Linked DNA regions of Mus musculus: all the other regions are linked to region 1. The links are chromatin contacts, called in public promoter capture Hi-C maps. All regions are on one chromosome and are shown on one strand. The core of a region is the stretch at or near the end of the contact, and the rest is flanking DNA. Distances in the headings are between cores, read along the strand shown. Region 1 holds the start of Tug1 (taurine upregulated gene 1). Region 2 holds the start of H2az2 (H2A.Z histone variant 2). Region 3 holds the start of Ppia (peptidylprolyl isomerase A). Region 4 holds the start of Ogdh (oxoglutarate (alpha-ketoglutarate) dehydrogenase (lipoamide)). Region 5 holds the start of Nudcd3 (NudC domain containing 3). Region 6 holds the start of Ykt6 (YKT6 v-SNARE homolog (S. cerevisiae)). Region 7 holds the start of Pold2 (polymerase (DNA directed), delta 2, regulatory subunit).

Region 1 (3,317 bases), core at 233-2,732:
GGCATTTTGGCCATTCAGTCTCACATTTGCAAGCAATTAGAATACAAGGCTGGTTAGGAAAAAGTTAAGCTTCAAAATGATTCCAAATATCTGATTTTGTGTCCCAGCCAGAGTCCAACAAAGTTTTTTCAAAAACTTTAGCCTTCAATTTAAAAAACAAAACAAAAAACCCCCCCAAAAAAAAAAAAAAAAAAAAAAAAAAAAAAACCCCAAACATTTTCAGGAATCCAACGCCTGGTTCAGTCTGTTCCAAGTAGCCCTCTTGCTAAAAATCCATGTGCACTATTAACTGGTTTTGGCAGCACCATTTAAAAATAATCCTGTTCACTATCAACCACGAAAACCAGGGATATAAAATAGGAGCAAATAATGGGTGTCAATCATGGTTGTAAAAAAATAGTTAACGAGAGAAAAGTAGTCAGGCACCAGTACGAGCAGCAGAAAACAATCGCTGGGCCAGAGATTACACTTCTTGTTACTCGAGGACACATTCACTCCTAATTGTAGCTGCTTTCTAGTGGGTGCCATTGTACCATAGGCATCAGCCACCCTTCAGGCACCCTATGGTGAAAGGAAAGGGCTTTGACTAAAAGCCAAGCAGTGAAGTGATGGTACCTGAAACAGCCATTATGCAGTAAGAAGCAGCTCACATATACCAGGGACTCAAATGGGGGCTTCATATTGGTTGTGAAGGGTCCCAGATGACATGTAGGCCTCAGTTTCCTCCCGGTGGCAAAAACTGTTCTAAACTCTTCTGGGTCATAGCCCCCTTTGAAAACTCGCTACTGAAGGATCTACTCATCCCCCTAGAAAACACTTTCCCACGTGTTTCTGTACAGAAGAAGTTCAGGGAACCTTCCCATCTCCAACTCCAATAAAAGGTTCCCGAATTTAATTTCAGGGAATGAGCAATTGTTATGACTTCTTGCAACTCAAAGGAAAAAAAAACAATAATCATCTTTCTGTAAACCGACACTTTTGAAGAGAGCTTCCAATTCCATACACACACTGATAGGCAGAGGAGGAAACTGAGGCGCAGACAGATTACAGAGTGACTTGCCTAAGGTCACTCGGCCAGCGAGTGGCTAGGCCCGGAAGCAAACCCAGATCTTCCGACTCCGGAGCTCGAATCCCCACCCCGGAGCTGCCGCCAGCGCTCTCGCTCCCCACTAAGGTGGCATAAGTAGGAAAAGGCAAAGGAGGAAGCCCACCACCAACCATCCTCCAGCTCCCTCTTGACCCTCCAACTGGGTCCTAGCAGGCCCCGAGGGGTGGCGCCAGGCCTCCAGGCCAGCCCCGGCCACCCCAGCTTCCCCCGCCGCCTCCCCGGGAGCGGGGCGGAGTTGCCCGCCGCCGCCAACCACCCGGACGACCCCTCGTCGGATCGCAAAAGCATAGGCCGCCGCCCGAGTTCTGCGTACGAGAAGAAAGACGCGGCGCGAGCGCCAACGGCCACCGGGCGCGCGCCGCGGCGGCCGGGCCTGCGCCCCAAGAGCTGGATGCCAGAGCAGGAGAAAGAGCCGCCAACCGATCGCTCGATCGACCGCACGCCCGCTCCTTCGCCCTACCAGACCGGGGAGGGGGGGAGGGCGCGCCAGGGCTTCTTCGAGTTAGGGGCCTGACTCCCCGGCGACAAGACAAGATGGCTCCTCCGCTCTGCTCTGCAGCTACCGTCCCGGCTGCGTCTCTCGGCCCGCCCCCGGTACTGTTCCTTTAAATGGCCGAGAGGGGTCAGGAAAGCAGGAAGAGAGGCGCGCGCCCTCACGTGATGGGGGCGGACCGGCCAAACAAGATCCGGTCACGTGGACCGACGTCGCTCGCCAATCAGAAGGTGGAGTCTCAGGGCGGGGGCGGGAAGACTTCGAGCTCTGTGATTGGCCGAAGGTGCGCTGGAGGCCTCGGCGGCCGGGCCGTCGGGAGTGAGCGAGGTGATTCGCGCTGCGTGCGCTTACGGAGACAAAGCGGTGGCTGAGGTAGCGGTGGCGCGGGCAGCACCGGCCGCAAAGCCGTACTGAACGCTGAATCTCGTGACGCCCAGCCTGTCATCGTCTGTTGAGGCGCGGCGTGTCGTGTCGTGTCGCGGCGCGGGCGGGCGGCGGCGGCGGCGGCGGCAGCGGCAGCGGAGGCAGCACATGGTTCCAAGAGCGCGCTGCGGTGGTTGAGTTCCAATTCCACGGGGAGGGACAAAGGCATCTGCGAGCTGCAGGCAACGCCCGATCGGATCTGGTGGTGCACTCGCCACTTTCCTCTGTTCTCCCAGGCTCTGGGACTAACTCCTGTCTGTCGGTAGCGAGGAGGTGGCCACAGGACCCAGGCCTGGGAAGGCCCGAGGGCCCGAGGCCATCTTCTGAAGGGTGTGGGGGAAGGGCGCACCTGAGGTGATTCGGGAGGGTAGGTTGTGAGGTGTTTCTGTGGGCCACTGTGAGTAATTTCACCCACAACCTGTGGTGATTGTGGCATAATAGCAAGCTGTGTTTGGGCGGGGTTTGGGAAAAGAAATCTGTCAGTCAGCACCAAGGACCTTTCTGTTGGAAAGCGGTGAAGCCAGAAGTAGCCTCCACTCCACTGCACTGTCCAGTAGAGCACTCTTTTGAGGAGCCTGGTGTCTTCGGTGGTGACAAAGTCTTCGGTGGTAATGAAGTAGGTGAACCGTCAGAAGTAGGTCAATTTCCTGAATTTAGGAGAACAGAAAAGGACTTGAACGTGAAGTTGAAGCTGTAAACCTCCAAGTTTGAAGACCATTCAGAACCGTTCACTTTTGATGTGCGTCGGAATTGTGTGAAGAAAGCTTGACCCCCCGGAGCACTTAAGGACAGTAGGTTTCGAATATAGTTCTTTCCAAAGTATTACATCAGAGTCATTGAAATACTTAAATCACTCGCAGTTTTAAATATCTGCCTGTATTTTGAATAGATACTAGGGAAATTTTTTTTTTATGTGTCACTAAGAAGCACAAATTTACCCTTTACTGATCAGAATCCTGGGGAAATCGATTTCACTATATGTACTTTCCTGTTAACCGGCAAAGACTGAAGACTCATTGCTGTCATGGCCTTCACCAATTACAGCAGTCTCAACCGAGCTCAACTAACCTTTGAATATCTCCACACAAATTCGTAAGTATCTTGTTAGGTGCCACTGAGGTAACCAGTAACTCCTCCTTGATGTTAATATGGAAATCCTTTCTCCAGAAAATTTTGCTTTTTTATTCTTTGGCTTGTGTCATTGGAGTAAGATGTATCACTGGATGTCTTGAGCTCTGTATTGAAGAACTGAGATCAGTGAATTATTTGTTGGTAATCTAGAAGAAAATGATT
Region 2 (3,317 bases), core at 448-2,947, 2.8 Mb after region 1:
TATAGTTGATCTATTAAATGCCTCAGATGTCATGGTCAACAATGAGACAAACTATTATTATCTACAGTATGAGAAATGATAGCCTGGGGTTGATTTTTAACTTTTAAGCAAGAAGCACCTGTTGAAAGTACCTGTCAAGCCGGGCGTGGTGGCGCACACCTTTAATCCTGGGAGGCAGAGGCAGGCAGATTTCTGAGTTCGAGGCCAGCCTGGTCTACAAAGTGAGTTCCAGGACAGCCAGGGCTATATACAGAGAAACCCTGTCTCGAAAAACCAAAAACCGAAAAAAAAAAAAAAAGAAAGAAAGAAAAAGAAAAAAAAAAAAAACCCAAAAATAAAGTACCTATCATGTGAAAATGTAGATGAAACACAAAGTAATAAAACTGATGTTACAATGGATTTAGTAATAGATTTGCTCAGGAAACATTGGCCCAAGTGAAATTTAGCTAAAGGTGGACCGCCTCTCAAACCCCTCGAAGATAAGCAGTATGCTAAGCAGGCCTGCAAATTAAAAACATGGAACTTAGGATGTTAGGAGACAACTGTTCACCAGGATGGGCCACCCAATCAGACTCATTCCCGTGACAAAGGAGACAGAACTGATCTATGACCAGCAGTTAGGCCCAGATAAAGATAAACCAGCTTGTAATTCTGCAAGGTAGGTATGATGACCCTCGGTAATAACTTTGAAAAAGAACAGTGGCATACTTAAAAATACTCCTAGCCATATGTAGTAATATGTATAAATCTATCCACTTCAGCGGTCAGACTTGCAATCTCCTGTCTCTGCTTAAATTGTTCAAAGTGTAACCTGGGACCTCAAAAGAGATGTCAGGATAACAGAGTCTGTGGAATGCACACATCTAAAATGTACATAAATTAGTAAGCTCTTCAGTTGGAGGCAGGCTCTTGCTTGAGTCTTAGCCCAGCCAGACAAGCGTCAAAGAAAAGATAAAGAGCTTTTCCTTAACTAATCTCTAAGTGCATGCAGAGAGTCCTTCTTGGGAAGGCTTACTATTTCTATAACAGCGAAAGCATATTTCAAGCAGGATACCGACAGAAATATAATTCCAAAAAGAGAGCGTCACTCCCCTTAATCTTGGTGAAACACATAGGTCTCGATTGGTTTTAGGACTTTCCCCTCAATTTCAGAATGGGGCTAAAGTTTTACTCACTTTCTTTCTTTAGAAGTCACTTTCAACTAGATCTAAACTACAGAATGAAAAGATACTTTAAGATGAAGCCAAGTAAATAAACTTCTATTCCAAAGAATAACCGGCAAGCCGCTGACGAGGCGAGCGGTTCTGGTGGGCAGGATCAGAACTCCTCCGATCCTCAGCGGGGGGCATTACGTAACCCTGAGCCGAAGCCTCAGAACTCGCAGGGCTACAGCCGGACCTCCTCTGTGCGGCGCAGCACCCGCCCCCCTGCTTCTGCCTCCCGCGTCCGGCGCGCCCCCCCAACCCCCGGCGGAGTCCGGAACAGCGGGCACTCCGGCTCCGAAGCGCGACACCGCCCACTCCCGATCCCCCAGGTGGAGCAGCCGTCCGGGGCTTCTGCGCGCCCACTCCACGCGCGACCCCGCACTCACCATGGTCTCGGCCGCGCGACGCCCACTGCAGCCCCGCGCCGCCGCCGCCGCCGCTCTCGCAGTCGGACCGCCGCAGCCAGAGCGGGACAATGCCCGGGGCCCGCCTCGCGCCGCCTCCACCAATAGCCGCTCACGTTGTTCGTTTGAACCTCGGCGGCCGGCCAATTGTACGCTTCCTTCTAGCCATAACTCCGCCCTCCCGGTGCCGCCTCCCTAACCGCTGTTTGTTTTTTGCACACGGCCCTTGGAGGTGGGCCCTCCGACCAAACATTGACACTCTCTCCGCCGCTCTCCTTGCGCGGACTTCTGATGAACAGAAGAATGAACCAATGAGAGAGGAGGAAAGCCAATGAAAACATTGTCGGCCGCACGGGGGCGGGAGGCTGGGAACAACAGCTCGGTGAACCAATAGACTGGAGCGATTCGGCACAGCTGTGCCTTTCCCGCCCATTTCAGAGCCCGCCAGGACTTCTTTGCTTTGTTTTTCTTCAATTGCAACAAGTTTAAGGGGAACGTTTAGGTAGCACAGGGTCAAATGTCTAAAGTAGAGTTACCTTTGTGCAAAAGCTATTGTGAAAATTTAGGAATAAGTGTATATCGTAGTCCGCACCTAGTTAAATTCTCTAGCTATCGCCAACCCATTCACACAACTTTAAAAGGTTTTATTATTTTTGTGATCATCAATGAGCCCGGGAGATTTGGGAGAGCCACATCCATTTCTCAGCTAGAGAAACGCACTTAGGTGAATGTAGTCATTTGCATACAGCCTTCATCAGAAGTCTTAGACTTTGTTCTGGTTCCAGCTTCAAAGCTTAATTTTTTTCCCATTAGGAAGCACAGACCAGTTGTAGGAGTTAGTTGTGAGCAAAATAGTTTTCTACGGTTTTTGTTGTTGTTTGTTTGTTGTTGTATTGAGACTTCGTTCTTGTGGTAGGATTTTTCCAAGCCATTGTTTTAGAAATTTATCTCCAGCTAGACAATACCTGTCTCAAAATTTGAATTGTTTCTTTTGACAGGGACTATAGCTCTGAGATCAACCTCCATCAGAAGAAGCAACTTGGAGCAGGTCTTTATGAAAAAATAATTTTAATGCTAAACGAGGAAGGGATGAACTTCTAAATGAATTATTCATTTAAATATATGGACAAGTACTTGAGGGGAGTGGGTGGGGTGGGGTGGGGTGACGTCTTTGATCCGAGCACTCAGGAGGCAGAGGCAGGTGGATTTTTGCGTTCCAGGCCAGCCTGGTCTACAAAGCAAGTTCCAAGACAGCCAGGACTACACAAAGAAACCCTTTCTCAAAAACAAACAAACATGGGGCTGGAGCGGTGGTTCAGTGGTTCACTGACTGCTTGTCCAGAGGTCCTGAGTTCAATTCTCAACAACATGGTGGCTCACAACCATCTGTAATTGGGTCTGTTGCCCTCTTCTGGTGTGTCTGGAGTATAGCAAGTGTATACACACACACACATAATCTTTTAAAAAAAGATATGAAGATATGGACAACTGTGAGTGGAATGAATGGAATAATGTGTTCAGATAACAGAACCCTGTGTTCAAGTTTGGAATCAGTTCCCCAGGCAATACTGTAATCAAATGATAATGGTCTTACCAGTGTACCAACCATTATACTTCTAAGTATTGAATTCCCTACATTTTCTGACCCCTGCTCACCTTGTCTTTTATCACTTCCCCCTAACACCTTAAACTCCACTCTCCCTTTGCA
Region 3 (3,317 bases), core at 289-2,788, 2.8 Mb after region 1:
GGCATCACAGATGTGAGCCACTTCATCTGGCCTTTTCCCCAGTTCCTGGGCCCTGTATTGCAAGCACTTTTACCTGCTAAGCCATCTTGCTGGCTCAACGGAGGGACAGCAGAACATATCAGCAAATTATATGTCAGGTAAGAAATTAAACCCAGAATATGCAAAGAACTCCTAAAATGCAAACTATAACCAAAACAATCAGTTAGTTAAAAATAAAGGCAAGTGCTCTTAACCATGGGGCCTTCTCCCCATCCCTGTCTCTACCTTATCCACTATACTGACTCAGTCTTGCCTAGACTGTCTAACCAGTCAGTCTCCATTGCCTCCAGGCCTGGACTTACAGACTCCTCCCAATGGCCTGGCTTTTACATAGGTGCTGGGGATCCAAACGCAGGTAGGTCCTTGAGCTTGTCCTGCAAGCACTTAACAGTTTTGAGAAAAGCAGGTTTACATGATGCTATATGCACAAAGCACACTGGTACAGAATTTTCCAGTTTGGCAAATCAAAACTCTTTGTAGTTCAACCTAATGTGCTTTTGGTCTGATTCATCCAAATAAGGCATGGCCAGACCCACATTCCTGAGGTTCTGTGTCTAAAGGCCTTACAGCTCGGGAGCCAACTCCAGCAGACGCTATGGTGAAGGGTCTTCCACAGCACCGACTTTCCCATACTCAGGCTTTGTTTATGAGGCAGGGCCTCACACTTACAGCTCAGGCTGTATGGAACTCACTATCCTCCTGTCTCCATCTACCTAGAGGTGGGATTTACAGGCGTGTGAAGCCTTTGAGAGCACGCCTTAGGCCACATGAGGAAATGAGAAGACCTTGGGGTATTGGGGGTCGGGGAGAAAAAAATTACAGGTAGACTCTGACCAGGATCGTGTTTAAATAGCTTCCTCCTGGAGAAAACACAAGATATATTTGGAAAGTAGGACATTTAAAAAGTATTTCATAATCTTTAAAATGAGGGGGCTGCTTGTGCCCGTTCCCCAGAGTTTAAGAAAACGGAGGCGCTCACAGGGACCTATCAGGAAGCGGTTGCCATTGCACAATGACGGTGTGGGTCCTGGATCTAGGCCCAGGGATGCCTGCCTGTTCGAGTTTCCGCAGAGAGGGCAGCGCCTCAGGACCCCGCCCGACCTTGAAGGGCCGCTCGACCTTGAGGACCATGTTTGCCTCAGTTACTTGCTCTGTGCAATGGGAAGATACGCGGTACCACTGGGGAAGACCAGGGGCCCCGACGCGTTCCTAAGGACAGCCAGATTGCGTGGCCACCCTCCCTAACTGCCCTCGGACTCTTCCCCCACCGACCGCGCCGCAACCATCTAGTAGGAGCCCGCGGGCGGGAACCTGCCTCTGCGCGCTACAGCGCACGCGCGCCTCGCGCCCCGCCCCACCCGCGCCCGCGCCCGCCCATAGGCCTGTCGCGCCGTCACTCCGTTTGGAAAGCAGTTGTGATTGATCCAGGTCCGGGCGCGCGACTCGGTGGTGGGCGGGGCCCGAACCGGGTATAAAGGAAGCCGCGGCGAGGCTCGTGCCGCTTTGCAGACGCCACTGTCGCTTTTCGCCGCTTGCTGCAGCCATGGTCAACCCCACCGTGTTCTTCGACATCACGGCCGATGACGAGCCCTTGGGCCGCGTCTCCTTCGAGGTCGGGTGGGCAGTGGTGCTCCAGGGTGGGGTCCCGGGAGCTGTGGAGGGGGAGGCTCTCTCGGGCGCGGCCCGACCCTCCGGTGGAGCGAGCGCGGGTGGCGGCGCCATTTCCTGACGAGGGGCCATTTTGGGAGGCTGGCGAGGCGCGGGGAGGCTGGGCGGGCTGCGGACAAAGCCGGGCGGGGCGCGGCCGTTGGGGGAGGGGGCCGTCCCCGCCCGTCCCGGCCTCCCCGCAGGCGCACGTGGCTGCGTCCTGTGGGGCCCCGCGAGGCCGGGCGCACGTGCTCCGCGCCTCTCCCTTCTCCCAGCCGTTGGGCCCCGCCCTGCTCCGCTGCGGCGCTGCAGCCCCGCGGGCCTCTTCCCAGCCTGCTTTCCGGAGCCCCACAGCCTTTTACTCGGATCTGAGCAGGGACCCTGCCTAAGGTCTCAGGGGCGAAGGCTCGGAGAGCCCGGACGTGCTCGTTAGCCCGGTTAAACCTAGTGGTTTCCTAAACCTAGTGGTTCCTACGAAGAATATAAAATAATCGTTTTATAGCAGACTTGAGTGTGAATTGAACCTTTGGCCATTTGGTCCGAAGTAGCCACATTTGGTTAGGGAGGCTCAAAATACCCCTCCGCGTCCCCCACCCCCGAGCGGAAACGAGAAAGGCTTGGCTTTTGCTGGTGCCCAAGGACCGCCTCCTGTCGCAGTGATGGCGCAGCGGGGGAGGCGCTCTGAACCCCTCCCTATTACCCTCAGTGAGACAGGCATGTTATGACTGGCCACGCTGCAGTTTGCATTGACCAAAGTGGATTGCCAGTAGTTACCTACTTAATTAGTTCTGGAGGTTAAGTGGCTGCTTAAAGATCAGTTAGTAATTAGAGTACCCTAAACAATTGGCGTTTTTCTTTTACAAAATTAAATATTCAGCCGGGCGTGGTGGCGCACGCCTTTAATCCCAGCACCCGGGAGGCAGAGGCAGGCGGATTTCTGAGTTCGAGGCCACGCTGGTCTACAGTGTGAGTTCCAGGACAGCCAGGGCTATACAGAGAAACCCTGTCTCGAAAAAAACAAAAAACCCCAAAATTAAATATTATTGTTAGCCTCAGTACTAGCCCTTAGGCCATAGTGGAATATGTTACTTAGTGTCTGTACTGTTAAACTCCAGAAGCTATCATTGGTGAGTTTTTAACTCAAAAGCTAGATCTCCCGATTGCCCGCCTGCCACAGTGCTGGGTACACATAGTAGGTAGGCACATAAAAAGAGCACTAGGTTCTAATTAGCCCTCACCCAGCATGTATCTAGTCAAGAGCTGATAATTGACAAGGACTCTTGTGGAAACTTGGCCTAAGCTTAGCCTGGGTAGGATAGTATCAGGTTAACCAGAGCTTAATGGGAATGAGATGAGCCCATAGGTGAAAATAGAGGTGGAGCTGCCAAGAAAGGCTTTGAAGTCATAATTTGATGAAAAAAAATGTGGACTTGGAAAGCTGTTAAGCTGTGAGAAAAAAAAAACAGTCCAAAGGAGTCACATATTTAACTACTTAAACCATAAATGTATTCCTCCAAGAGAAGTGTAGATGCTGCAACTGATGAGTTGTGGTTTTCAACTAGCTATGAAAGGGCATGTAGATATTGAAGTGTTGGAATCCTCTACAGTCCTCTACAATTAGGTTAGGAGCC
Region 4 (3,317 bases), core at 600-3,099, 2.6 Mb after region 1:
ATTACAGTGTGGGCTATAAGACCCTTAGCTATAGCCGGGAGTGGTGGCGCACGCATTTAATCTGAGCACTTGGGAGGCAGAGCCTGGTCAACAGAGTAAGTTCCAGGACAGCCAGTGCTACACAGAAAAACTCTGTCTCAAAAAAACACACAAACAAACAAACAAAAAAGGCCCTTAGCCATAAAGACTTGACACATCTCTGTAACTTTTTTTTTAAAGATATTTTATGTTTATCAGTAGTACACTGTTGCTGTCTTCAGACACACCAGAAGAGGGTATTGGATCCCATTACAGATGGTTGTGAGCCATCATGTGGTTGCTGGGAATTGAACTCAGGACCTCTGGAAGTCAGTGCTCTTAACTGCTGAGTCATCTCTCCAGCCCCTCTATAACTCTTTATGCAATCTGGATAGAGGGATTTGAGTACCTAGGCCACATTTAAGCTGCAATAGCAAGTTCTAACTGTGGGCTGAGGAATCTTGGCTTCTTAGCCCTTAGGCTTCTTAGGACGATATACCCCAGGTCCATGGGAGGACAACTCACGTGTACCATTGCTGATGCTTCTGCCCTTGTACTGTGGCCTATCACTGCTACCAAAGCTTGAAGAGCTTCTGGCATACTTGTGACTACTTGTGACTTCTATTTCAGTAGAGCAAAAGGACTCTCCAGCCAGCTCATCCAGCACTGGTGCCATTTGCCATACATAGCAAGGATAAACTGACAGTCTGTATTGCTGTCCATCAAAAACTACTCTGCTAAAAAAGAGAAACAAGCGGAGAGTTAAAGGCCATGAGCATGAAGCTGGGCATGGGACTTATAGCTATAGTCCTAGCACCTGGTATATGCAGGTAAAAGAAACAGAGCAAGGTCAGCCTACATTATGAAATTGAATCCAGCCTCAGCTACATGCCATTGTCTCAAACAACAACAACAAAAGACATGAGTATGAAATGAACCACTCTCCTTTTTGAGACCTGATCCAACTGTGTAGCCCAGGCTGCCCACAAGAACTCTATGTAGCCCATCTTGACCTCCCAATTGGTCAGTTTTTCTCTGTTCTGAAATTGCAGGTGTGTGCTGCAAAATCTGGCTGAATATTTTTGTTAGTTTTTTATTTTGTTTCCCAAGACAGGGTTTCTCTATGTGGCCCTGAAACTCTCTCTGTAGACCAGGCTGACCTCAAACTCAGAGATGAGCCTGCCTCTGCTTCTGAGTGCTCTGCTTTAAGGTGTGCACTCACACAGCCAGGCTCTGGCTTAACATTTTGACACGGGGAACATTTCATATTAGTGAAGTGTAACAGGTTAACTAGTGGATTTTGTCTGTTTAGAGCAGGCTCTGGAGCCAGGAAGATCCAGGGGGACCCCAGCACAGCTTCCTGTCAGAATACTAGCAGGAACACCCAAGTCGCATGACAACCAAGTCACATTAGACCTCGCTAACTAATCTTCATAAGGACTGCTGCAAAACAAGTGTTCAAAATAGTCACTCATGTTATTCAAATTATTTTGTGCAGGGATACATTTTACCAACCCAACTATTATTTAGGGCAGCTTGTTTTGGATACAAAGCCCGTGGGCCTCAAAGTCGCAGCGCTCCTGCTTCGGCCCGCCAAACGCTTCAATTATCAGACGGCATCCCACGCCCTGAATGTACCAGGTTCTTAACAAGCTTCGGAAGCGTCTCCCGTGTAACTGCTAATGACAGCCGAAAGACAGTGAGCAACAGGCTGGCTTTGGCCAGATGCAAAGTTCTGCATTGGCGCGAAGCCCGAGCGAGCGACTGAAACCCAATTCTGTGACGTCACGTCACGCCCACAGCCTGTCTTGCAGGCCGCTCCTCTGGGGCCGGGCTACGCGTTGACGCCACACGCCGGGGCGGGGCTGAGAGTTTGGAGCCCGGAGTGGTGTCGGCGCTTCACTCGGGTGGAGCTGAACGGGAGACAGGTAACCTTGTGCGGCAGACGGGCTCCGTCCAGGGCTGGGAGGCTCGGCGCTTGACACCCGGAGCTCGCGGCCGAGGGTGAGGCCTATGCGTCCTTGCTTCCGGAGTGCCTGAGTGACGGGCGTGAAGCCGGACAGAGCCGGGCTGGCGGAGGGCGGCGATGGTGGGCGGGGGACGAGACCTGACGGACAGACGTTATAGCCAATGGCGTGGCAGGGTCCTCCAGGCGGGCGGAGATTGGCGGACGCGGACTTGCGCCGGGGGTCGGGGGGCCGAGCGCTATTGGCTCTGGCGGCGGAGCCGCGAAGGTGGCGGGCTAGGGAGTAGGTGGCCTGGCGGCCCGGGAGAGCCCCAAGGTCGCGGCGTGTCACGTGGACCGGTCGCTCCCTCTGGCCCGCGCGCGTTCTTTTGTCCTGCGTGCGCTGACCCCAGCAGGCCGCCGTCCTTGTGTTCGCCGTGCCCGGACACGGCGCTGACCTTGGTGCCTGCGGCAGCCCCACCTGCCGGTATGAGGTAAACCAGGCTGTCGGCCAAGGTGACACTGGTTTCCCTAGAAACACCATCCACGCACCGCTTTCCTCGCGAGAGTGTGTGACAGATGTGAGTTATACCCAGAGTGACTGGGAAGCCTGCTACTGTGCCCTCGCATGAGTTACCAGATCATGTTTCTTTTGCCCACCGAGCAGTGTGCCAGTCTCTGAAGTGACAGGTTCGGCAAGAATCCTCACGTGGATACCATGTAAAGACAGGAGAGCGGAGTGTAGGGCATTTGAGTATCTACACGGTGAAGGAGCAGGGTGAGGTGTGGAAAAGGGATTAAAGGTAATGAGAAGTGACGGGCTAGGTGTTGTGCGCATGCGTAACTCAACTTCCTGACTGTAAGATCAGAAAATGGCGGCGTTAAGCATCATTGGAGGGTGGAGTTTTAGATCCTTGACGTCAAAAGGTCACTCAAGGAACACCTCTACAGGCCCAAGTGGGGTCAGTGGGGTCAACCTGTATTCGATGGAGGTCTCTACGTCCGTAAGTGTTATCTGTATATAGTGAAGCTATTGCGAATGTGCAACTGGTCTTCATCACCCTAAGTAGAAGCGTGTAACTAAAAATAGAAGTAAAAATTTCCCCCAGCTTTTCTGTGGATTTCATTGCCCTTACAGGCCCTACTTGTGTCTGTGTATCCTGTGCTCTGACATTGAGCAGAGGACACCGTTGGAGTTCCTCTGTTTGTCTGATCCTCTAGCCTTGCCCTTGAAGGTGGAACCAGGTAGATTAGTAGGTGGCGTTAGGAAAGTGACACTATAATTGTCTTTTTCTCTTTTTCTATCCTTGTCATTTTGTATCACATACTATGCAGCTTTCTTTCTTTTTTTTTT
Region 5 (3,317 bases), core at 452-2,951, 2.6 Mb after region 1:
GAACAGATTAAGATGGAAGGTAAGCCAGGTGGTGGCAATTCGAGTCTTTAATCCTAGGCAGATATCTGAGGTTGATGCCAGAGTGAGTTCCAGGACTTCAGAGCTACACAGGAAAGCCCTGTCTGGGGCTGATGCAGGGGTCAACAAACAGCAAAGGTGACATGAAGCACTTTATAGGTTTGTGAATCAGACTCTACACGCCCCTCAAAACCTACTTCAACGTCTCCTACAAAACTGTCTCAATTTCCTAACTACCACTTCTATCACTTCCTTCCAAAGAGCTCTACCACACAGAGAACTAGCAGAGCTCTCTATTAGTGTCTGTGCTTTACTCTCTGTACAGTGTCAAAAGTAGACAGACCATTATTTAAATATCCATACCATCAGAGTCTATACCGCAGCTGAGAGTGTTAAATATATTCATTAAATGTTTGCTTATTACTAACTCAACAATGTCAACAATCCCAGCGCGGGAGCGTCGGGAAGGAGGACCATAAGTTCGAAGCCATCCTGATCTACCTGGCAAGTTCCAAGTCAACCAGGGCTACACAGCAAGATCTTGTCTCGAAAGAAAACAGTTTTTAAAAAGGTGTCCAAACAACTTGAGTCAGTCATTAGTAACGCTTCAAAAACAATAAATATAACCTAGGACATATAAATTTTAATCCAAATGTAAATTTCGTAAACATTACAATTGTCCACCAACTTAGTAAGTCACTGGCAAGAGGCCACACCCACCAATCAATACATACCAGTCATTCCTGCCACCTCCGAGCCCGGGAATTCTGAAATCTACTAGTTTCTCCCGCTGTGAAAGTCCTCCTCCTACAGCCTGCACGGTTTGAACCCTGCCTAACAAGCCCCTTGCACCGTTCTGGGGATGCCCACAGGGCGCTGGGAGGCCCTCAAACCCAGGCTGACAGGTCCAACACCTAAGCATCTCCCGCACAAACCCAGCCTGTACCCAAAGAAGCGCATTCCTGCCAACGGATCCGTGGGTCAGATAACGCCTGGCCATTTACTCAAATCACCTGGTGGCACCCCAGAGAGAATCACAAACCCTGAAGGGTGGGCTACGGAGTGGCGCAGTTCCCAGACGTAGGACGCGAGCCGGGGCACCTCTGGCGCTGGGAGGTGGAACTGGGGTAAGGACCTGCTGGACCCCAACGGCCCGCCGCCTCTCTCCACCTCACCTGCAGCACCAGGGCCTGTGCGGCCCCGGGCGGGAAGCCCATGCGGTCCGAAGGGTGGCGCAGCAGGCGGTAGAAGTCGGTCTTGCGGTAGAGAAAGCCGAAGAGCACGCGCAGAAAGTCCTGGACATTGCCCACGTGCTGCAGGATGCCCAACAGGGCCTGGTCATAAAGCTCAGCAGCCCCGGGCTCCATGGCTCTGCTGCCCGAGGGACGCGAACACAGTGGGCACCGCCTCACACCGGCTGATTGGCCACTTCCGGCGTGCGCGCCTAACGGCTCCCCCCGGACAGCGAAGACGCGGAACTTCCGGTCCGCGCTTGTTACTACCGGCGGTAACCGATCGTCGTTCTTGCGGCTCTGCTGGATCTCCTCCGCCGCGACACTTGCCTAAAGGAGATTGGTATGCGCTCAGTACGGTTCCTACATGCAAGAATAACCATGGTCACGATGCGGAGAGCGCTTGCCAACCATGTTTGAAGAGGGCGGAAGCATTGTGGTGACGGCCACTTGACGTAGTCCCTGGAGGTGTCACGTGGTCTGGGAGCCTTTCTTCTTTCTGGATTGAATTCCTGCGTAGGTGTCTGGTGCGCCTTCTTATAATACCACATTTTGTTTGTTAGCGGAGGGAACGGAAAAGGAATATTGTAGAATTGTATGGAATTCCTATTAACAGAGCTATGAGTGAAACTCAGAAGGTTGCACCAGATTTCAAGGTGACTTGAAAGGACAAGAAAAGTGTGAAAAGCTCAGTGAAGGAAAAAAAGAAGTATGATACTGTAAATATGTGTGTGTGCATCCGTATGTATAGCATGTGTGTATACACGTGCCGTTACTAATACGTGCATATAGACATTTTAAGAAAACGTTTATGTAAGGTTGACACACAATCAATCTGTGGTTTATACCTGTAATCCCCGCATCCAAATCATGGCCAACCTGGGCTATAGAGTCAAACCCAGTCTCAGAAGAGGGTTGGGGGGAGACGAAAGACAGACAGATTAGGAACATATGCTAGGTCACAAACCGAAGACAAATGGCTGAGATGCCTAATAAAATATCAAAGCAGACTCTGGCCACCAGTCTCCCTCAGTACCTTCTGGTACAGGATCCTTCTGGCTGGCATACTAATCCTGACCTCTACCCTAAACTTCTCCAGTCCAGAGTCTGAGCTGGCCTTTTCCTCCCCAAGCTTCTCTGATTCCTATGTAACCCAGCCATTTTGGTTATGAGGTCCTTTTTACCCTTTGGCCTCTTGGTCTCCTGGCCTCTTGACTCCAGGTCTCTTCTACCCTCTCCCCTAACCCTTCTCACATGGCCCAGCTCATTCTACAGCCACTTCCACCCTGAATTCTCCCAGATGCCTCTGCTTCTGGCTGTCTGCTCCCTCCTGTCTACAATAAACCTCCTCCACCATACCTAGAAGCCATCATGTCCTCCTTTTTGTTTTTTTTTCATTCAATGTAGCTAAATTGGTAAAGTGTGTGACTAATGTGTCCTGAGTGTTGTATAAACTGTGTAGTAACCCACATGTGTGACTAATGTGTCCTGAATGTTGTATAAACTGTGTAGTAACCCATACCTGTAAACCTAGCACTGGGAAGGTGGCGACAGAACCAGAAATGTTTATTCATCCACATAGCCAGTTCAAGACCAACTTGGGCTCTGCAAGGAGATCCTGACCGGAAAAAAAACAACAACAACAACAAAAAAGATTTTAATGAATTTCATCTCTACTAGACTAACTAACATCTACAAATTAACTTTTTTAAAAGACATTGTCTTACTCTGCAGCCTTGGCTGCCCTGGAACTCGCTGTATAGACCAAACTGTCCTCAAATTCACAGAAATATGCCTGTTTCTGCCTGCCAAGTGCAGAAGTAAAGATATATGCCACCACACAGAGCAAAATACTGATTTTACTTTTGTTTTCTTGTAGTTCTAGGAGACAAACTCAGGGTCTTGAACATGTTAGGAAAATGCTTTTCCAGTAAGAGACATTCCAGGCTTAACAAATAACTTAATAGTGTTGGGCCTTAGCAAATTTTAAGTAAAGCCATACAGATAAATTGATGTAAATTTTTTCAACTTAGAATTTATGATCGTGCTCTTGGAAGGCAGAGGCAG
Region 6 (3,317 bases), core at 592-3,091, 2.3 Mb after region 1:
GCAGTCCTGTGAGCGCTTTGCTTGAGCAGATTAAAGGCAGCGGGAAGACCCACCTTAACTCTGGGCAGCAAGCACCTCCTGGTGGTAATTCATATGGAAGGATGTGGAAGAAGGAAACTTGGCTTGTCGCTTGCTTGCTTTTGCCTTCCCTGGCTAGGTCACCTACCCTGCCACCGCAGTATTTCTACACCTAAACCAATTTAGGGATTCAAATGTAGGCTGAAGACCAATCTCTCTAGGAATCAACCAGACTTTCAGCACAAGATTAAGTTTGCTAAGACATCCAGTCTTGTGGTTTGCTTAAATACCAGACTCTATGCTTCTCCAGTGTGAGACAGCCACTGTTGGACTACTTACACACACAGCATCCTGAAGCCAATCTAATAAGTCCTCTCTTAATATATATGTCCTATCAATTCTGTTCCTTTAGAGAACTTTAATACATGTATAATATGTTCATATACAAGCATGTATAGAAACATATATATGTGTTCATAGATATATATAGATGTAGATATACTTACATGTAGGTATGTATGCATATGACCTCTTCGGAGTAAGTTGTATACATAGTGTTCATCTATTTATGTTACTGTGTGTTAGTGTGCATGCATGCATGCACCAGAGACTTCTCTTATAAGGTCAGGGCAGTCAGTGACTGAAAGCTGGAAATAAAGATATAGTGCTCTTATCTAATCTGTAGACCTTGCTCAGATTTTAGCCTCCCTTTAAAGCTCTGCTTCTAACAGCCTCAAGGGCACCTTCGGCCTCTCATGAGGCTTGCTTCCTCTTTCTTTCTTTCTTTCTTTCTTTCTTTCTTTCTTTCTTTCTTTCTTTCTGTCATTTAACGTAATGGTGCAAATAACCATCGTCGTCATTGTTAAACATCTGCAATGAGCAGGACTTGGAATTTGATAGTTTATCACTTTTACCAACATGTCTACAAAAAAGGTATTTTTTGAGTCCAACAGATTGGGGGGGGGGGGTAACTTTTGCGGTGCGGAAGTACTGGGACCGAATTCAGGCTGGATAACAGCTGGGGAAACGCAGGGGAAAACAATGTCATTTGAAATTGATTAACAAGCTTGGCTTGGGGAGTTCGCATATCTCTAGATGAGACTTCCTGGGACCAAGGGAGGCTGGGTAAAGTCAGAGAAAAGCAGGAAGAGGTGCCAAGAGTGGCTGTAAGGGAGTTTGATAAGCATTTTGCTGTTCACATTGGAAGCCCAAGGTCTGCTTCTTGCTATCAATTTTCTTAATCCACATCTCTTTCTGCAAGGTCACTATCCTGGTAATTTTGTACAACTTTGGATAAAGAGGCTTTCTTCAGAAATGGTTCTCCGTCTGCCGCCTGTGGAGCCATGGTGTCAGTGCAGGTGAATATAGCTGACACCTCTGGCCGCCTGGCTTGTCGAACAAGTGTGTCCAAGCTGAGTGGCCATAGCCAGTGACGTTTCTGATTTTTATTATTGCAAGAGAAAGGATGAAGGGCCTTTCTTTTAGTCGTCTGTACTTGGGACACCCAGGGAAGAGGTTGGGTAGCCTGGTGCTGTTACACATAGAATGCAACAAAAGTATAGAGTGGGGACAGCTACGGGTTGTTTTTCTAGCAGAATGGGGAAAAAAGAGCGATGGTACGGCACAGCACTCCCCACCGGCAGCCAGGGTCCGCGCGACAGCCCGGAAGGGAACCTGCGCCAAGGCACTGCCACGCAGGCGGAGACCGAGCCTCCTGGCGCCGACCCGGGCGGACGCGGGCGCGCCCCGCCGCTTAGCTACCCGTCCGCGCACGCGCGTACCCTGCCTTCGGGCCTCCGAGGAGCGGCTGGAGCAACTCGCCACCGGAACCGGAAGTGGGCCTTACTCTAGGAGGAAGAAGCCGGCCGGGCCCCGTCAGGAGGCGGCCGCCGCTGTTCTGAGGGACTGTGGCCGCGCTCCTGGGAGCGGGTCTGGGGCTCAGCCGGCGGCCCGAAGGTGCGGCGCCATGAAGCTGTACAGCCTTAGTGTCCTTTACAAAGGCGATCCGAAAGCGGTGCTGCTCAAGGCCGCGTACGACGTGTCTTCCTTTAGTTTCTTCCAGAGGTCCAGGTAAGTGGGCCGGGCCCGGGTGGCTGGACCCGGAGTCCAGGGAGTCGAGTCTCTCGAAGGGCGAGCACGGCTTTGGCCTCCCTCGGGCGGCAGGCTGTACCTGAGGAGTCGTTAGCAACCCTGGGAAAGGGCTCTGCCCTACGCGGTATTGCCCAGTTGTAGAAAGATTGGAAGGCCATTGATTACAGACGCGCTGCCAACTGTTCTGATCTGGGATCTCCGGACTCAGAAATAAGTATGTTGACTACGCCTCGCACCCTGTGATTTAACCAGTGTTTGGTGTCTTAACCTTTGTATTTCGTCGTTGCCAGTGGTTCTCACCTTCCTTGCGCTGCGACCCTTTAGTACCGTTTCTCATGTTGAGGGAACCCTCCCACCCCCAACCATAAAATTATTTTCGTGGCTACTTCATAACTGTAATTTTGCTACTGTTATGCATATGTATTTTTGGAGATTGAGGTTTGCCAAAGGGGTTGCAGCCCACAGTTTGTGAAAGTCGCTGGTCAAAGCTCTTTCCAGAAGTTCTGTATGGAGGTGTTTCTTTTATGAGTAAAATCGTTGATTCCTCAAGGATTGGGAGTCAGGGGTCAAACTCATTCTTTTTAGTGTTTGGGCCTTGATTATCAGGAAGGGTCCACACTGGTAGCTAGGCAGGAACCACTGGATTTGTATTGCTTGTAGGCATGTAAAGGATTGTGGGGTGCTTTAATTGTAAGCTGCACAGATACCCAGTCTTGTGGGAGTGACTCAGACACAAAAGGAAAAGGGCCCAACAGGGTAGGACCTGTGGTCATCTTGACTCAACGTCTGGGGAAATCTGCTTGTTCAGGTTGTGTCTCAGCTTTTGATGGTTCTAATGACTTCATATAAGTGGGATATATAGTAGTTGGCTTTTTGTGTCCCACTGATTTTACTAAGCAGAATGACCCCAAGGTTGACCTATGTTTCTGCAGATACCAAATTTTTCTCCCCTTTAAAATATATACAGTATTGAGTTTTATGTAAACACTATGTTTTGTTTATGTATCCATCCGCTGATGGACATGAGTTGCTGTGGATTATAGTTATGTGAATAGTGTTTGCCAAGGGGTTGGAAGGTAGCTTGAGTGGAGAAATAGTTCATTCAGGAGACTGCTTGCTGCATGAGGGGCCTGGGTTTGATCCCAAATACATCAAAAGGAAAAACAAACAAACCAACCAACCAACCTCTGGGTGTCCTGACACATGCT
Region 7 (3,317 bases), core at 532-3,031, 2.2 Mb after region 1:
GGAAGACCATTTCCTCCATGGATGGAACAGTAGCCATCACTGCCAGAACCTAGCCCTTACCTCTGACCAGACTCTGGGCCAAACCCAACTTTAACCACACAGGTTAATTTAATCCTCACTTTTAAGAAGAAGCAGGGAGCTGAAGGGGCCATTCCATGGTAGCTGGAAAGTATTCCAGGTTAGATAAGGTCCTAGTTCTAGCTGCTGGGCTGCTGGGAGCAGCGTACCCCAAACTTACCCCAGTGTTGCTGCGCCCGGCTCACCAGGAACGGTCTCATCTGGATGAGGCGGGTGGCATAAATATGGGCGTACTGCCGGTTAAAGCTGCGCTCTCCCAGTCGGAAGGGCTGTGAGGAGTTGGTGTAAGTTGCCACAGGTACCCGGGCAAAGGTGGCATTGCTGGCAGAGGGCGGGGCGAGCAGAGTGTGGGCCCTCTGTGCTGCCTGCTCGGAGAACATGGCGGCACTCCTGGCTTGTTTGGTCCAAGCAGCTGTGTCCAGGCCGAGGAGTTATCACTGCAGAGACACACAAAGGCATTCCTGCAATCCCTTCTTGTACCCAAAGCTCCCCTAGTGTCCCAACCACGCTGTCCACAATGTGCACACATGTGTCCGGAGGTGTCATCCTATAACCTAGTCAGATACAACCTGGAGCTCGTTCCAAACCTTGTTCATCACCTCCTCCTCTCCACATTTCTACCCAATCACCAGGGTCTCAAATTCTGCATACCCTCAAATGGAATTATTGATCTGCTTCTGCCCAGCTCCCTGGGACCTCTGCTACCTCTAGGGATGCTATCAGGCATCACTGAAGAAGCCTGTCATAATATAATTAGTGATAAAAAATAAAGCATAAAGCTGCCCCTGTTTTGCTCAAAACCCCCCAAAGGTTGCTTTTCAGTAAATAAAACCCCAAGTTCTTACCACGACCTGTAAGATCAGCTCTGGGCCTCTAAGAACAGCTCCCCCCTCCTATCTGTTTCTCCTTCCAAGTGTCCCTTCCACAGCAGGGGCTCCAAGTAGAGGCCTCTCTACTCCTGCTGGGTCCTCTCCTTTTCCCCAAGGCTTACTGGCTCTTCCCTTTCAAGTCTTTCCTTAAAACTCACCTTCCCATATCTAATTGACTGCATTGCTACTTCAACTGTCTGCATCATTATCATCTCTCAAGCATTTACTTTGCCTCCTCCAACTGTTGCCTAAGCTCCGGCAGCGCAGAGGTTTGTTTTCTTGTATTGCACCCCTTCCCACTAAGATGTGCTTGGGGATGGATGCACAGCGGACTTTAGTATAAAGTATCTCAACATATTCTTCATGCGTAGTTGAGACGACAACAGGCTGGATGTAGTAACGGAAGTTTTGAACACAGCTTTCTTTTTCATTTTACTTTTTTTTTTTTTTTTTTGGTACAGCTATTACAAAGTTCAAATTCCCCTAGCTGGTTCGGCTTTCTTTAATGCGCAGCTCTGGCTTAGGGAGCGGACCCTATGAATTTGCCAAATGGGCACATGTAAACTGGATGTAAGCCAAAAACGCACGGTGGTGGCAGCGGCCCACACGGTGCTCCAGGCCGGACCCGACGGGAGACCTGCCCCGAAGCAGACACGCCCAGCTCGGGCCCATGTTACAGTTCGAAGCACCCTCAAGACCCCGGCCCGCTGTCCAGGTACCGCCAAGTCTGACCCAGGACCCACGTTAACCCCGCTCAGCAGCACACTCACCGCGCCACGCCGCATCCCGCCAATCTCTGCGCGCCCGTCCCGCCCATCGGCGCATCCAGCCAATCGCCTCCCGCCCCATCCCGCCCATCGCTGCACGCTTCATCCAGCCAATCCCCGTGCGCCCCGCCTCTGGACCGAGGAAACGCGGAGTCACGCCTCCGGTTCCCGGGACAACCCATCACTTAGCACTGGGTTTCCTGTGCGCATGCGGTGTTTGCGGCTGGGCCTCATCGGGTGAACTCCTTGGGTAGCGTGGGCCGTAGTGAGGCTGGGCGCCTGGCTCATGCTGCTCTCCCCGAGCGCTGGGGGTCTGGTGGCTCCTGTGTGGCTGAAGCTTCCCTCCCACTCTATCCTGCGCTGTGATTCTCACCCTGACTTCTCAGATTCCCTTGGAAGCATGAACAATTTCTCCCATCTCACAGGCAGGGAAACAGGCAAAATGACCCAGCTAGTGAGAAAAGCTAGAATTCACACTAAGACACCCTGACTGCAAGTGCATCAGACTTCAGTGGTAACATTGCTCCTTTTTAAAATTGCCTAATTACTCAGTCTGAAACTTATTACTTAAGGTAGGTTTCTTCTGGCTTACTAAGTTTTTTTGTTTTATTTTGAATTTATTTTGTTTTGTTTTGTGTGTGGGTGTGTTTTGCCTGCACGCATGTGAGGTCAGTCTCCTCGGAGGCGAGAAGAGAGCGTCCGTGTCACCTGGAACTGGAATTACAAATGGTTGTGAGCCATTCTGAAAGAGCTCTCAACCGAGCTTTCTCCAGCCCCTTGTTTCTGTTTTTGTTTGTTTTTGCTTTTTGAGACAAGGTTTCCCTCGTTCCTGTTTTAATAATGAATTAAATCATTTTTTTCCCCCCGAGACAGGGTTTCTCTGTATAGCCCTGGCTGTCCTGGAACTCACTTTGTAGACCAGACTGGCCTCGGACTCAGAAATCCACCTGCCTCTGCCTCTGCCTCCCAAGTGCTGGGATTAAAGGCGTGCACCCCCACCCCCGGCTAAATCATTTGTTTTTAATGTTTCAGTTTGTTGAGTATTTTTTCCTTTGTAAGCTGGGCTGAGTGCGGATTTTTGCCTACTGTCTCAAGTAGCCTGTTGCATATTTGATTATGTTGCAACGTTCTTGTGTTCCAGGAACAAACCCCATTTGATGGATTTGAAACCACTTTGTAGAATTAAAATCCAAAGTTACAATGACACAGAGCTCGTTGTTGTGCAGCCCCTTGACTGGAGCTCTCCATTTACTCTTTGGTTGCTGTTCCCTTTGGTCTGCAGGACTCTCCTTAGGATTCCTTACAGTAAATGTCTAAGGAAATGGACTCATCAAATTTTATCCCAGAATATCTTTATTTCTACTTTTTCCTTGAGACGGGTCTAATATATTCCATGGTGTAGCAACAGGGCCTTAAACTCCTGATCTTTCTGTCTACACCTCTGGAGTGCTGGGGTTACAGGCACGTGCCACTACCCTGAGTTTTATGCAGTGCTGGAGAGTGAGCCCCGGGGCTTCATGCAGGCTAAGCAAACACTCTGCCTTCTGAACTACATCCCTGCCTGGCCCTACGTCCACTTTGTGTTTTGAGCCAGGTATCTTGC

Evidence for each region. Promoter capture Hi-C pulls out the DNA fragments that hold promoters and counts their contacts. Capture Hi-C pulls out chosen DNA fragments and counts their contacts.
Region 2: a contact with region 1 is called in a promoter capture Hi-C map of adipose tissue, with 10 times the contacts expected there. The contact joins the promoter of H2az2 here to the promoter of Tug1 in region 1. A contact is called at or near these places in 3 of 39 promoter capture datasets (cranial neural crest, embryonic stem cells and pre-B cells), 1 of 115 datasets of contacts at active chromatin or transcription factors (stem cell-derived neural progenitor cells) and 1 of 9 other capture datasets (adipose tissue).
Region 3: a promoter capture Hi-C map of liver shows a contact between it and region 1, with 7 times the contacts expected there. The contact joins the promoter of Ppia here to the promoter of Tug1 in region 1. A contact is called at or near these places in 5 of 39 promoter capture datasets (erythroid cells, hippocampal neurons, liver and 1 more) and 1 of 9 other capture datasets (adipose tissue).
Region 4: a promoter capture Hi-C map of embryonic stem cells shows a contact between it and region 1, with 8 times the contacts expected there. The contact joins the promoter of Ogdh here to the promoter of Tug1 in region 1. A contact is called at or near these places in 5 of 39 promoter capture datasets (cranial neural crest, embryonic stem cells, fetal liver and 2 more) and 2 of 115 datasets of contacts at active chromatin or transcription factors (astrocytes and thymic regulatory T cells).
Region 5: a promoter capture Hi-C map of liver shows a contact between it and region 1, with 5 times the contacts expected there. The contact joins the promoter of Nudcd3 here to the promoter of Tug1 in region 1. A contact is called at or near these places in 2 of 39 promoter capture datasets (embryonic stem cells and liver) and 2 of 9 other capture datasets (adipose tissue and liver).
Region 6: a promoter capture Hi-C map of liver shows a contact between it and region 1, with 5 times the contacts expected there. The contact joins the promoter of Ykt6 here to the promoter of Tug1 in region 1. A contact is called at or near these places in 3 of 39 promoter capture datasets (liver and pre-B cells) and 2 of 9 other capture datasets (adipose tissue and liver).
Region 7: a promoter capture Hi-C map of liver shows a contact between it and region 1, with 7 times the contacts expected there. The contact joins the promoter of Pold2 here to the promoter of Tug1 in region 1. A contact is called at or near these places in 1 of 39 promoter capture datasets (erythroid cells) and 2 of 9 other capture datasets (adipose tissue and liver).

Annotation. Positions count from the first base shown.
Region 1 is chr11:3,647,332-3,650,648 of GRCm38.p6, forward strand. Tug1 (taurine upregulated gene 1) reads right to left here and starts at 1,483. Exons shown (of 4, transcript NR_002321.2): 1 at 1,422-1,483. It overlaps Morc2a (microrchidia 2A), which reads left to right and starts at 2,106. Exons shown (of 27, transcript NM_001159288.2): 1 at 2,106-2,815; 2 at 2,977-3,116. The coding sequence starts at 3,049.
Region 2 is chr11:6,442,746-6,446,062 of GRCm38.p6, forward strand. H2az2 (H2A.Z histone variant 2) reads right to left here and starts at 1,698. Exons shown (of 5, transcript NM_029938.1): 1 at 1,592-1,698. The coding sequence starts at 1,594. It also overlaps the pseudogene Gm11970.
Region 3 is chr11:6,414,329-6,417,645 of GRCm38.p6, forward strand. Ppia (peptidylprolyl isomerase A) reads left to right here and starts at 1,539. Exons shown (of 5, transcript NM_008907.2): 1 at 1,539-1,651. The coding sequence starts at 1,583.
Region 4 is chr11:6,289,748-6,293,064 of GRCm38.p6, forward strand. It overlaps Ogdh (oxoglutarate (alpha-ketoglutarate) dehydrogenase (lipoamide)), which reads left to right and starts at 1,850. Exons shown (of 23, transcript NM_010956.4): 1 at 1,850-1,946. Gm46270 (predicted gene, 46270) reads right to left here and starts at 2,516. Exons shown (of 1, transcript NR_168687.1): 1 at 70-2,516.
Region 5 is chr11:6,198,750-6,202,066 of GRCm38.p6, forward strand. Nudcd3 (NudC domain containing 3) reads right to left here and starts at 1,702. Exons shown (of 6, transcript NM_173748.5): 1 at 1,194-1,702. The coding sequence starts at 1,385.
Region 6 is chr11:5,953,917-5,957,233 of GRCm38.p6, forward strand. It overlaps Ykt6 (YKT6 v-SNARE homolog (S. cerevisiae)), which reads left to right and starts at 1,842. Exons shown (of 7, transcript NM_019661.4): 1 at 1,842-2,088. The coding sequence starts at 1,985.
Region 7 is chr11:5,876,475-5,879,791 of GRCm38.p6, forward strand. It overlaps Pold2 (polymerase (DNA directed), delta 2, regulatory subunit), which reads right to left and starts at 1,782. Exons shown (of 11, transcript NM_008894.2): 1 at 1,718-1,782; 2 at 239-515. The coding sequence starts at 458.